Regions from separate parts of the Sus scrofa genome. Here all the other regions are linked to region 2. Evidence: chromatin contacts called from public HiChIP or PLAC-seq data. All regions are on one chromosome and are shown on one strand. Each heading gives the region's core, a stretch centred on a gene start, on an enhancer-like site or on the middle of the called end of the contact. The rest is flanking DNA. Distances are from core to core; before and after follow the strand shown. Region 1 overlaps TNIK (TRAF2 and NCK-interacting protein kinase). Region 2 overlaps TNIK (TRAF2 and NCK-interacting protein kinase). Region 3 overlaps LOC106507999 (a long non-coding RNA gene).

What was found. HiChIP or PLAC-seq counts read pairs in DNA pulled down with a chosen protein or histone mark.
Region 1: an H3K27ac HiChIP or PLAC-seq map of alveolar macrophages shows a contact between it and region 2. The contact joins two enhancer-like sites. A contact is called at or near these places in 2 of 47 Hi-C or Micro-C datasets (both in embryonic fibroblasts) and 1 of 2 datasets of contacts at active chromatin or transcription factors (alveolar macrophages).
Region 3: a contact with region 2 is called in an H3K27ac HiChIP or PLAC-seq map of alveolar macrophages. The contact joins two enhancer-like sites. A contact is called at or near these places in 1 of 47 Hi-C or Micro-C datasets (alveolar macrophages) and 2 of 2 datasets of contacts at active chromatin or transcription factors (alveolar macrophages and skeletal muscle).

The regions. Positions count from the first base shown.
Region 1 is chr13:109,758,879-109,762,213 of Sscrofa11.1, forward strand. The region is part of intron 7 of TNIK (TRAF2 and NCK-interacting protein kinase); the gene reads right to left. Among named protein-coding and RNA genes, the nearest start is that of SLC2A2, 150 kb to the left of the region's middle. Within about 2 kb of position 1,328, at least 7 of the 83 cell types and tissues checked have an H3K27ac peak or open chromatin away from gene starts, as enhancers often do. A contact at or near this core is called in alveolar macrophages, where this site is marked.
Region 2 is chr13:109,935,747-109,939,289 of Sscrofa11.1, forward strand. The region is part of intron 2 of TNIK (TRAF2 and NCK-interacting protein kinase); the gene reads right to left. Among named protein-coding and RNA genes, the nearest start is that of TNIK, 110 kb to the right of the region's middle. Within about 2 kb of position 1,830, at least 13 of the 83 cell types and tissues checked have an H3K27ac peak or open chromatin away from gene starts, as enhancers often do. A contact at or near this core is called in alveolar macrophages and skeletal muscle, where this site is marked.
Region 3 is chr13:110,126,532-110,130,045 of Sscrofa11.1, forward strand. All of the region lies in intron 5 of LOC106507999 (a long non-coding RNA gene), which reads left to right. Among named protein-coding and RNA genes, the nearest start is that of TNIK, 76 kb to the left of the region's middle. Within about 2 kb of position 2,025, at least 10 of the 83 cell types and tissues checked have an H3K27ac peak or open chromatin away from gene starts, as enhancers often do. A contact at or near this core is called in alveolar macrophages and skeletal muscle, where this site is marked.

The DNA.
Region 1 (3,335 bases), core at 78-2,577, 180 kb before region 2:
ATTTCTTCTAAGTAAGTACCTAGAAGTGAAATGGCTGAGTCATATAGAAGATGCATATTTATAGTCAATTTTTTTAACATACAGAAACCATAATTTCGTACCATTTAACTAAACGAGATGAGGACAGGGAAGCTCTCGGATGGTGGTGCTCACTGCTATATCTCAGTGCTTAGAGCAGATGATATATTTATTGAAAGAGTGAACAATACATTTTATCTTGTAAGTACACGAACATGTAAAATAGAAACCCTATACCCTACAGTCTTTCTTCGTCTCAGACTGACTTTTATGCTCTTATCAGAAATTTCTAGGCCAAAACCTCCACCTCTACATGTGCAATCTCCAATCTCCATCTAACAACATGCTTCTCCCCCACTCTGTGTCTGTGGCTTAGCAGTTTCTAAACACTGCATAGAAGGGTGACAAGTCAAGAGATGGGAAAACCAGGTTAGGAAACCCCAAAATGATTGGTAAGAAACCATGTACAATTTGGTTCAATGGCCCACAATCCTGATAAAGACTCTCACCCTCCTTTCACTTTAAATATATCTTGCATTTTGTACAAAATTCTGAAGTCTCCCCTGGAACCTCACTCATATTTCAGAGATTCAAGCTAAGTTTCCTTGCAATTTCCATCAAACACAGGTCAAGGACACACAGAAAGGAGATGGAACTGGAAGCAAGCTATGAAATTTACCCTAAGCCATTCCCTAGGACTAAACTCAATATCCTGTGAGTGACACCCAGGCCCGTTCAGTATTTGGACCAAGGTCCATACAACTCAGAGGGGAATTTCAAGGGGATCTAGATTCTTGCCCAAAGTACAACCTACCTTAGAGCAGGTGGCCGGGGAACACACTAACCTCCACTAGGACCCAGGGGGGATTCTTTAATTCACGAGCCCCTTGGCCTGTCCACATGAAAGTTGTAAGTTCAGTCAGGGATAATAATGCATGTGCACAAAAACATAGTCCACAAGATTTCAAGTAATTCTCTGCATAGAATACAACTCAAGAAGGCAATTATCATCCTTTCTCTTTGTTCCATTTCAAGATGTATTCAAAGTTGTCACTGAACACACACACACACACACACACACACACACACACACACACACACACACACACAGAGTTGGTACAGCCCAGCAAGTGGCTGAGTTTTCCTGGCCTTGCTTACTGAGGTTCCTTCTGGAGCTAATGGGGAAAGCCCAGTGCACCATCAAGGTTGCCTCAGGAGCAGCAACTGGTAAAGATGAAAACACAGCTCTGCGGTACCTGCAATGCTATGGTTGATTGACACAGACCATCATTTGGGAACATGATGAAAGCTCTGAGTCACTCACTGTGCTTGAGACATTCAACAGGAAACACAGCAAGTGCAGTCTGAAAATGGTGAGTGTGTTGTTTTGATAAGACTCCAGGTCTTGGAAATTCTCCCAGCTCCTTCCCAACATCTCTAGGAATCGAGTGATTCTGCTGTGTGAACTGAGGTGGCTAGGCTCTAAGCCCCTTCCTGTGCAGTAGGCTCCAAGTTAAACAGCCTACAAGTCTAGGAAGCTGGAGCTGGTTTGAGAGCCAATGCAGCTGAAAGGAAATGATGGAGCTGGTCTGAGAAGGCTCCAGGCCAGTCCTCAGATGGGGAAAGAAAATGCTCAGAAATTCAGGCCAACTCCTGCCTTTGGGTCTTTGCCCCAGGTCTCCCCTCTGCCTGCAGCACTGACCCCACTTACATGCTAGCGTATTTCCTCTTCTCGCTGAAGTCTGTGCTCAAATGCTGGTTCTCAGTGAGGATGACCAAATCTCTCTCCCAGCACTGCACCTCCCCTCCCTTTCCCACATTTTTCCCCCAGAGAACTGATCACCTTCTAACAACTGTGTAATTTACTCATCACTCAATTATTATGGTTTTTGTTTATTGTGTTCCCTGCCCCCAACACACACGAACACACACACACAATTTCCTTGTCCTCTACTTTTAGGTGAGACTGGCTTTGTCTGCCCAGTTTAGTCTTCTCTGATTTCCAAGGGCAGGGAGCTTGGTTTTGTTCACTGGTACACAGTATCAGAAGTTGCCTGGCATACCAGGCACTTAATATTTGATGAATGAATGAACAAATGAAAGATACACAAGAGAAAGGAGCAAAACCTAAGTGTTTTAAGGCCATTAGACTGTCTGTGGATCACTTAGTCCAAACTTTTATTTCACAGGTGAGAGAAAAACGACTTCCCAAGATCACAGAGCAACTCAGCCCCAGATTGTACTCAGGGCCAGGTCTCCTGCTTTCCAGGCTAATTCTTTTACAACTGTCATCACAATGTAAAGAGCTGAGAATTCACTTAAAAAAATACAAAACCCAAAAAACTGGGAGTTCCCACTGTGGCTCAGCAGTAAAGAACCCAACTAATATCCATGAGGACTCGGGTTTGATCCCTAGCCTCGATTAGTGGGTTAAGGATCCAGCATTGCTGTGAGCTGTGGTGTAGGCCAGCAGCTACAGCTCTGATTCGACCCCTAGCCAGGAAACCTCCAAATGCCATAAGTGTGGCCCTAAAAAGCAAAGAAACGAACAAAAAAAGGGGCCCACAAAGTAATTGCTTCAGACTCCTACTTTGTTTACAGATGACTTTAGGTGCCGGTGACTCAAAGGAAAGTGCCAAGATGCAGTGAAGCACACTGCAAACCAGGGTTCCACTTCCTAGAGGGATGGTAAGTAGTCTTTTAAGTTAGATAGACCTGGATTCAAAGCCGGGTTCCTAATTTTACTGCCTCCAGAAGACTGCTCAGAGTTAGCTTTCACACAACAGAGGCAACTGTGACGGGTATGTACACAGGTGCACTGCCTAGCTCAAAATCTGGCACATAATAAGCTCAAGAATATTAATAATTTCCTTGTCCTTTTCTGTTAGGTGAGACTGGCTTTGCCTGCTCAGTTTAGTCTTCTATGATTTCCCTCTATTCGATTGTGGCAAGTACTGTTTGTTGGCTAACCCAACAGGCATTTCAATTCCTATTTCCCTTGCTGCATTTCAGAGGACAGGAAAGTTAAACTTGTGTATCTAGATTTTCCTGCAGCTAAGGATGACAATTAAAGATGTGACCTATTTCTGGCCAACAAGACCCAGGCAAACATCTTTTGGGAGTTTCTAGGAAAACTTTAGCTTTTCTTGAAATGTGACAAACACAGCCTGTGTCTTGACAACTCTCCTCTACTTTGTGCCTTGGATAAAAACATGTTACCTGGAGCTATAGCATCCTTCTTGCAACCATGAGACAATAAGTCAACGTATTAATGACAGGGCAGAAAGGAAAGCACCTGGGTCCTGAGGACATCGATG
Region 2 (3,543 bases), core at 580-3,079:
AAAAAAAAAAAAAAAAAAAAAAAAAAAAAACCCCACAAATTCAGAAACAAGCCTCTTCTCCTCTTCTTCAAAGGCAGAACAAATTTGGATAAAGAAGGACAGATGGATGAGTGGATGAAGGATGGATAAAGAAAGCTATTTAAAAGGCAGATGGGAGTGCTTCTTGGCAGACACTGATCAATAATTCAAGCTATGCCAAGGATATGGATTTCAGGAGCCAAATTTGCCACAACGACACTCCCAACTTAAACATTCCCCATCCACTAATTGGTGCTTGAAGTTTCACGATGAAGTAGACAACTCTTTCTCTGAAATGATACTCAAAATAACTTAGGCGAATGAACAATTTGGGTGACATTAGGTTTAATATTTCTTTTTAAAAAAATTTATTGGCGTATAGTTGACTTACAATGTTGTATTAGTTTCAGGTGTACAGCAAAGTGAATCAGTTATTCATATACATATATCCATTTGTTCTCGGATTCTTTTCCCATATAGGTTGTTACAGAATAGTGAGTAGTTTCCTCTCCAATACAGTAGGTCCTTGTTAGTTATCGGTTTTATATATAGCAGTGTGGATATGTTAATCCCAAACTCCTCATTTATCCCTCCCCCATACGTTTCCCCTTCTGTAACAACCATAAGTTTGATTTTGAAATCTTTGAGTCTGTTTCTGTTTCGTAAATAAGTTCTTTTTATCATCTTTTAGATTCCACTTATAAGTAATATCATATAATTGTCTTTATCTGACTTACTTCACTTAGTATAAGAATCTCTGATTCCATCCATGTTGCTGAAAATGGCATCAATTCCTTTATTTTAATAAACAGGCATTCTTTAAAGGTTGACTGAAAATACATAACGTGACTTTTGCCCACAATTCATTGGCCGTGAACTAGTCATACCACCCCATCACCCCCAGCTGGTGAGAATACGTGAGAACCACCATGTGCCCAGAGTCGGGGGATGAACAGTAGCAATGACTACCACAACACTTGCTCCATCCTTTTGAAACTACTTAAGCCTTGTTCTGCAGAATCTTTGGAATCAACCTGTAGCCTAATGGGCACTGAGATTACTCACACCACATGGTTCCCATTTGCAGGTTTATGGCAGCTATATTTTGTTGCTCCTCCGAGGATCTCTTAAGGTCATGTATCATAATCAGGATTTCTAGTCTTCTTCTTCAATGATCATTCTGACTTTATTTCAGACCCAGTGTATCATCATAACCAAATCGGCTATTTAAAAGTTGTTTGGTGGTTTACTCAAAAGGCGCAAATCAGCTTAAATGCCTCACTCACTTGTTTCAGTAAAATAAAAAGGGCAGCTCCTTTCTCACATGAATCTGCTCAACCAATTTTCAGACTGAGCCTTCGACATGCTTGGTCTCAGCAGAAATCAACATTTCACACTGAGGGTGTTTCCTCCTTCCTCTCTCATTACTCAACTTAGTTCTCAGTCTTTGTCTCTTCCTAGAAATAGTACTATTTTATTTCTCATCTCCTCCAAGCCCCACCCCCCAAAACCCCCTCAAATCAAACCATTCTTCCTTACTGCCTGATTCTTGACTGTTTGCATTTCTCTCTGCACAACTACAGCACAATTTTAATTTTCACTTTGCATTCGCATGTCGTGGAACTTACACATTATGACTCTTCAGCGGGCAGTTTTGGTAACCTCCTCCCCAAACACATTGCTTGACCTTGAGATTACTCTCAAACTCCAAAAGTAGCTCCTTCTTTCAATAAACAACTCTTCTTTATAAGTTATGAAACAGCCATAAGAAAGCTTACTTCTGTGCAGGGGTTTTGTGGTGACAGTGATGGTGGGGGTGTATGTTCATTTCCTTTTTCTCTAATGCAGCAGTTTTTATGGCAGGAACATATTACGGCCATTCAGTACTGAAAACTGTGCAAATTACACCCAATAAAGGAATTACTGATGGCCTCATTTCAGCCAAGTATTAGATGATCAGACCTCCCTTTGTATTTGACACAGCTTGTAATCATAAAAGCCACGGGCTAAATTTTGTGAACATTGCCCCCAAATACAATCATACCAAAATGCCACCAGTTAAACCACTAAGTGTATTTTTCTTAATGATTTTTCACATCAACTTAATGTTGATGTGAAAAAAAATCTTATTTTTTGTAATGTTCTCCTACTTGAAACTATCTCCATTTAATTACAACAAATTTGCTAAGAGAGTTTAGGATTCTTAGCTTTGCCAAATTACCGATTCTATTTCACAGACGAGTATTTAACTCTTGGTATATTTACAACCATAGTTGACATAAGGACTCAACCAATAGAGAAGCTGCTGAGATTAATAACTCATTTATACACACATCATGTAGTTGGGCCCCGGCTCCAACACCATCAACACTTTTCCTAAATTGGTGTTCCCAATCCCTTTATTAGAGAAAATGAATTCATCTCATGGCCAGGAGCAGATAATGAATTCTTTGGTCTCGACTGATATGAATCAACCCTCTTGGGACTGGGAATATGTCTTAATTGTACACTTGTTCTTGAACAAAACTACTGCTTCCATTTGATTTCTTCCCTTTTTAACTTACCCAAATGATTTTCATTCTTACCTCACTCATCAACTTGTCAATTGGCGAACAGGAGCTATTTCCTTTCTTTGTTTGGGATTCTGGCTGCAACCCAGGCAGCATTTTCCAAGTAATTAATGAGCCCTGCAATGTCCTGGCTTGTGACCATCAGCCTCTTGCTTTGTTATATTTCTCACCAGGAGAAGAACTGAATGTAGGAGCAGGCAGTAGGCTGCCGCTTTAATGAAGAGCAAGCTGCTATTTTTAGGTGAACACATCATAAGTTCTTTTACTTTTGCCACAAGGCAAACGTGTGTGTTTATAGTTGTATCTTAGGCTCATGAAGAAACTCCCAGAAGCAGAAGTATTTAAGAGTTAGAGATTTCCAAAGGACTGTCAGGAGCTGAAATGGGGTACACAATCTGGTTGCAGGGGTGGCAGGGGGGATGACGACTTGACCTTTGTTCCCACCTGCTAATCCAGGGTTGCTTTTCCTGCCTCAGCAAAGAGAAAAATACAAGAAGATGCAGTTTTTGGTGAAGGGGAAAAAAGAGGTCAAAAAGTGAAAGGGGCTTTTTTTCCTCAGAGGCAAGGGGATGATATTTTGAGGTTTTCTTCACCACAATCATTCATGTATTCTGTGGCACAGGTTCAGTCCCTGGCCTGGGAACTTCCTCATGCCACAGGTATAGCCAAAAAAGAGGGGGGGAAGAAATGCTTGTAGTGTCTTCTAGGCATCTAGCATTGATCTAGCTGCTAGGATAACATACTCATCAAACAGAATCCTTGACTTCAAAGAACAACAGTTTGGTGGAAAGAAACTGATATTAGTGAGTGAATGAATGAATGAAAGCAGATTCATGGTGAGTGCTAGGAAAGAAAAAATTATACACAGGAAGGAGAACAAGGAGTAGGCAGGCCAGAGGATGAGGTGTTACTTTCTATGAGGTGGTCTGGGAAGGCTTGTCTAATAAAATGACGT
Region 3 (3,514 bases), core at 775-3,274, 190 kb after region 2:
CTTATTTACAAGTAGGCATATATTGCCTTTAAAGTAAGAAAAGGCAAAATAATTTAATTAAAAAATTTCACTTTAGGAGTTCCCTGGTGGCTCAGCAAGTTAAGGTTCTGGCATTGTTCTTGCAGTGACTCTGCAGCAGCTCAGGTCACTGCTGTGACACAGATTAGATCCCTTGCCCAAGAACTTTCGTGTGCTGAGGGCATGGCCAAAAAAATATTTTTAATTCTAAGAAACATTCTCTTTCACGAAATATGAGTATAAACTATATATAATTTTGTTACCTGCATTTAAGCATTTTCCAAGTTATTAAAAACTTCATAATAATTATTTTATCATATAAACACACCATGCTTCTTTGTCTCATCCCCAATTGTTGGCTCTGTGTATTTACAACTTTTTACTCTTACGAATAATGCTGCAATAAATCTTTTTAATTCATTCGATTTGCCCACAGATTTTATCTTACCCCAGTTGCCTTCATAGGATTGAATTTTCCTTATATTAACATACTGGCATAAACATATTTTTCTTTCTTACTATATACCAGTAAACTGAAACTGATTTTTTCTTTTTTTTAAATACGGACCCTCTCTCACACTAAGATTTTCTAGTAAGACTATTAGGCTTTTGAAATAGCAAGACAATTGTTGGTCACAGATTGGAGCCTTAGGTCATTCAGTCCTGTGTCTATGTACAGGGAGGTAGCTGAGACCCATAGAAGTGGAATGACGTGCAAGGGCACATAGTGAATTAGTGACCAAGGTGGAAAAGCAACTTTATAAATACTGCCCAAGGACTGGGAGCTTTGGAGGATTAGGAAGCAGCAAACAACGATAGGGCAGAAGATAGAGAGTTGCCGGTATAGTGCAGTGGATTAATGATCTGGCTTGTCTCTGTGGAGGCGCAGGTTCGATCCCTGGCCCAGTGCAGTGCGTTAAGGATCTGGCATTGCTGCAGCTGTGGTGTAGGTCCCAGAAAGGGATTTGATCACTGGCCTGGGAACTTCAATATGCCCTGGTGCAGCCAAAAAAGAAAAAAAGAGAGAGAGAGAATGAAAAAAGACTTAGTTCTAGAAGGGGAAGGAATAGCAAGATGGGTAGGAGAGAGGGAAGGAGGTTTGATTAGGGAGGTAAAGAAAACTGAGTTCAAGGATGGCAGTGTAAAAAGAAAAAGTTAACATATAGAGACTTCGATGGAAAGGGTTCTCAACTTTGGTACTATTGGCATTTGGGCCAGATGATTCTTCGTGGTGTGCTATCCTGTGCATTGTAGGATGGTTAGCAGCATCTCTGGCCTCTACCCCCCAACATCCAGTAGCAACTGGGGCCCCCAGTTGTGAGACAACCCAAAATGTCCCCAGACATAGCCAAAAGTCCCCTGGGGCAAAATCACACCAAGCTGAGAAGCATGGCTGTGTGTTATTGTTCTCTGATGCCACTACTGGAGAAACACCTCCCCCATTTCTTATTTTACTGGAAAGGAATCTAAAACATCTCCTGAAAGAGGGAATTGGAAGCAAAACATTCACATGCAGTTTATAGAATGTCCCCAAACAGAAAGGCAAGGAGAGAAAATCATTAAATAAAGCCCATTTTTCTGACAAATAAAATGAGACCGGAAATATAGAATTTGCTTTAGGCACTGGGATGAGTCAGAGAGAAACCAGTAAGAGAAACATGAACTTAGCTTCTGACCTTTAGAAAAGAAGAACAATTTCATCACTAACCCTTCCCCAATTTAATCCTGGATCTTTGTGAGAACAAGGAAGAAAATCTCCACTAGGAAATCTGCTGTGGAAGCTAATGAAATGTCAGGAATTGGAAGTAACAGGCAGAAATTTTTCCTTTCTGTTCTGAAGGACAAAAGCAAAGGGTGGAAAGAGTTAGAGTCTCTGATTCAAAAAAAATAAATAAAAAAAATTAGCCATTGTTAACCAAGCATTATAAAGTGCCTTATATACACACTCTTTCCCTAGAGCCCACATCAGCCCTTGAGTCAGGTCCTATTTTTATCACTTGACAGATGAGAAGCTAAGGGTCAGAAGTTAGGTAACTTGCCCAAGGTCAGTTAGCCAGGTGATGAGATTAAGATTTCAAACCAGGCTTGTCTGATTACCAAGGCAGGGCAGTAAACTGTCAGCACCCCTCCCCTGCCATCAACAGCCTACTCCTATAAGATTGCTACTCAGTCCCACTTCAGGGTGTTTTCTTAAAAAGAAAAAACCATAGTTCACCTCACCATGATCATGGGCAAGAGTACTGGGCACTTCACTGGGCACTTCCTGTAACAAGAGTCTAACCTGGAGGCTCTTTCCCAGGAGTTCACCTGCATCTGAACTGTGTGGGAAGAGCAACAGAATATGTCTCACTAGGTGCTATCAGAGTCCGGTCCCCAGCTGGTACCCATTCTAGTCCTCTGGCTGCCTTTCACAAAACACAAAGCTATCTCCCCAGCTCCAGCCCCGAAGAGCCACAGCTGCCCTGGCCCAGCTGGCCTGCTCTCCTCCTGGCACAAAATGCAGTGATTCCTTCTTTCACAAACACAATTAGAGCATTTCTGTCAGACTTTTTAAAAGACTTTTTTTTTTTTGATGTAAAAAGAATGAAATAATGCCATTTGCAGCAACATGGATGGACCTAGAGATCATCACGCTAAGTGAAATTAAGTCAGACAAGACAAATATGATATGATATCACTTATCTGTAGAATCTTAAAAAAATGATACAAATGAACTTATTTACAAAACAGAAATAGACTCACAGACATAGAAAACAAACTTATGGTTAGGAAAAGGGAAAAGGGGAGGGATAAATTAGGAGTTTGGGATTAGCAGATACATACTACTGTTATATAAATTAGATAAATGTCAAGGACTTACTGTATAGCACAGGGAACTATATTCAATATCTTCTAATAACCTATGATGGAAAGGAATTTGAAAAAGAATAGATATATATGTATAACTCAATCATTTTGCTATATACCTGAAACTAACACAACATTGTAAATCAATGATACTTCAATTAAAAACAAGACTGTATTTTAGATAAGTTTTAGATTCACAGCAAACTTTAGGTGAAGGTACAAAGATTTTCCATAAACCCTCTGCCCCCACATGTTATCAACACTTCCACAAGAGAAGTGCATTGGCTATAATTTATGAACCTACATTGACATGATATAATCACCCAATGTCTGTAGTTCAAATTAGAATTTATTTTTGGGGTTGACTTTTTAATTTCTTAAGAACTTTTGGAATTGTGTTTGGGATTTTTAAAAAGAGCTACTATGGTGTTGTATTTTAAAAGCAATTTTGTTTCCACTGAGGGAGGGCTTCAGGAGGCAAGAGCTGGTTTTCAAACCTTTCCCTTCAAGCAGAAATATTCTGTGAGTTCTTGGGGTATGCAGTACAGATATCACATGCCTTCCGTGCATGGTTCCCAGGATGACAAATAGATATGTTGAGGATAATAACAGTAACAACAACAAGAAACAATGTAACCTGCTTACTCTG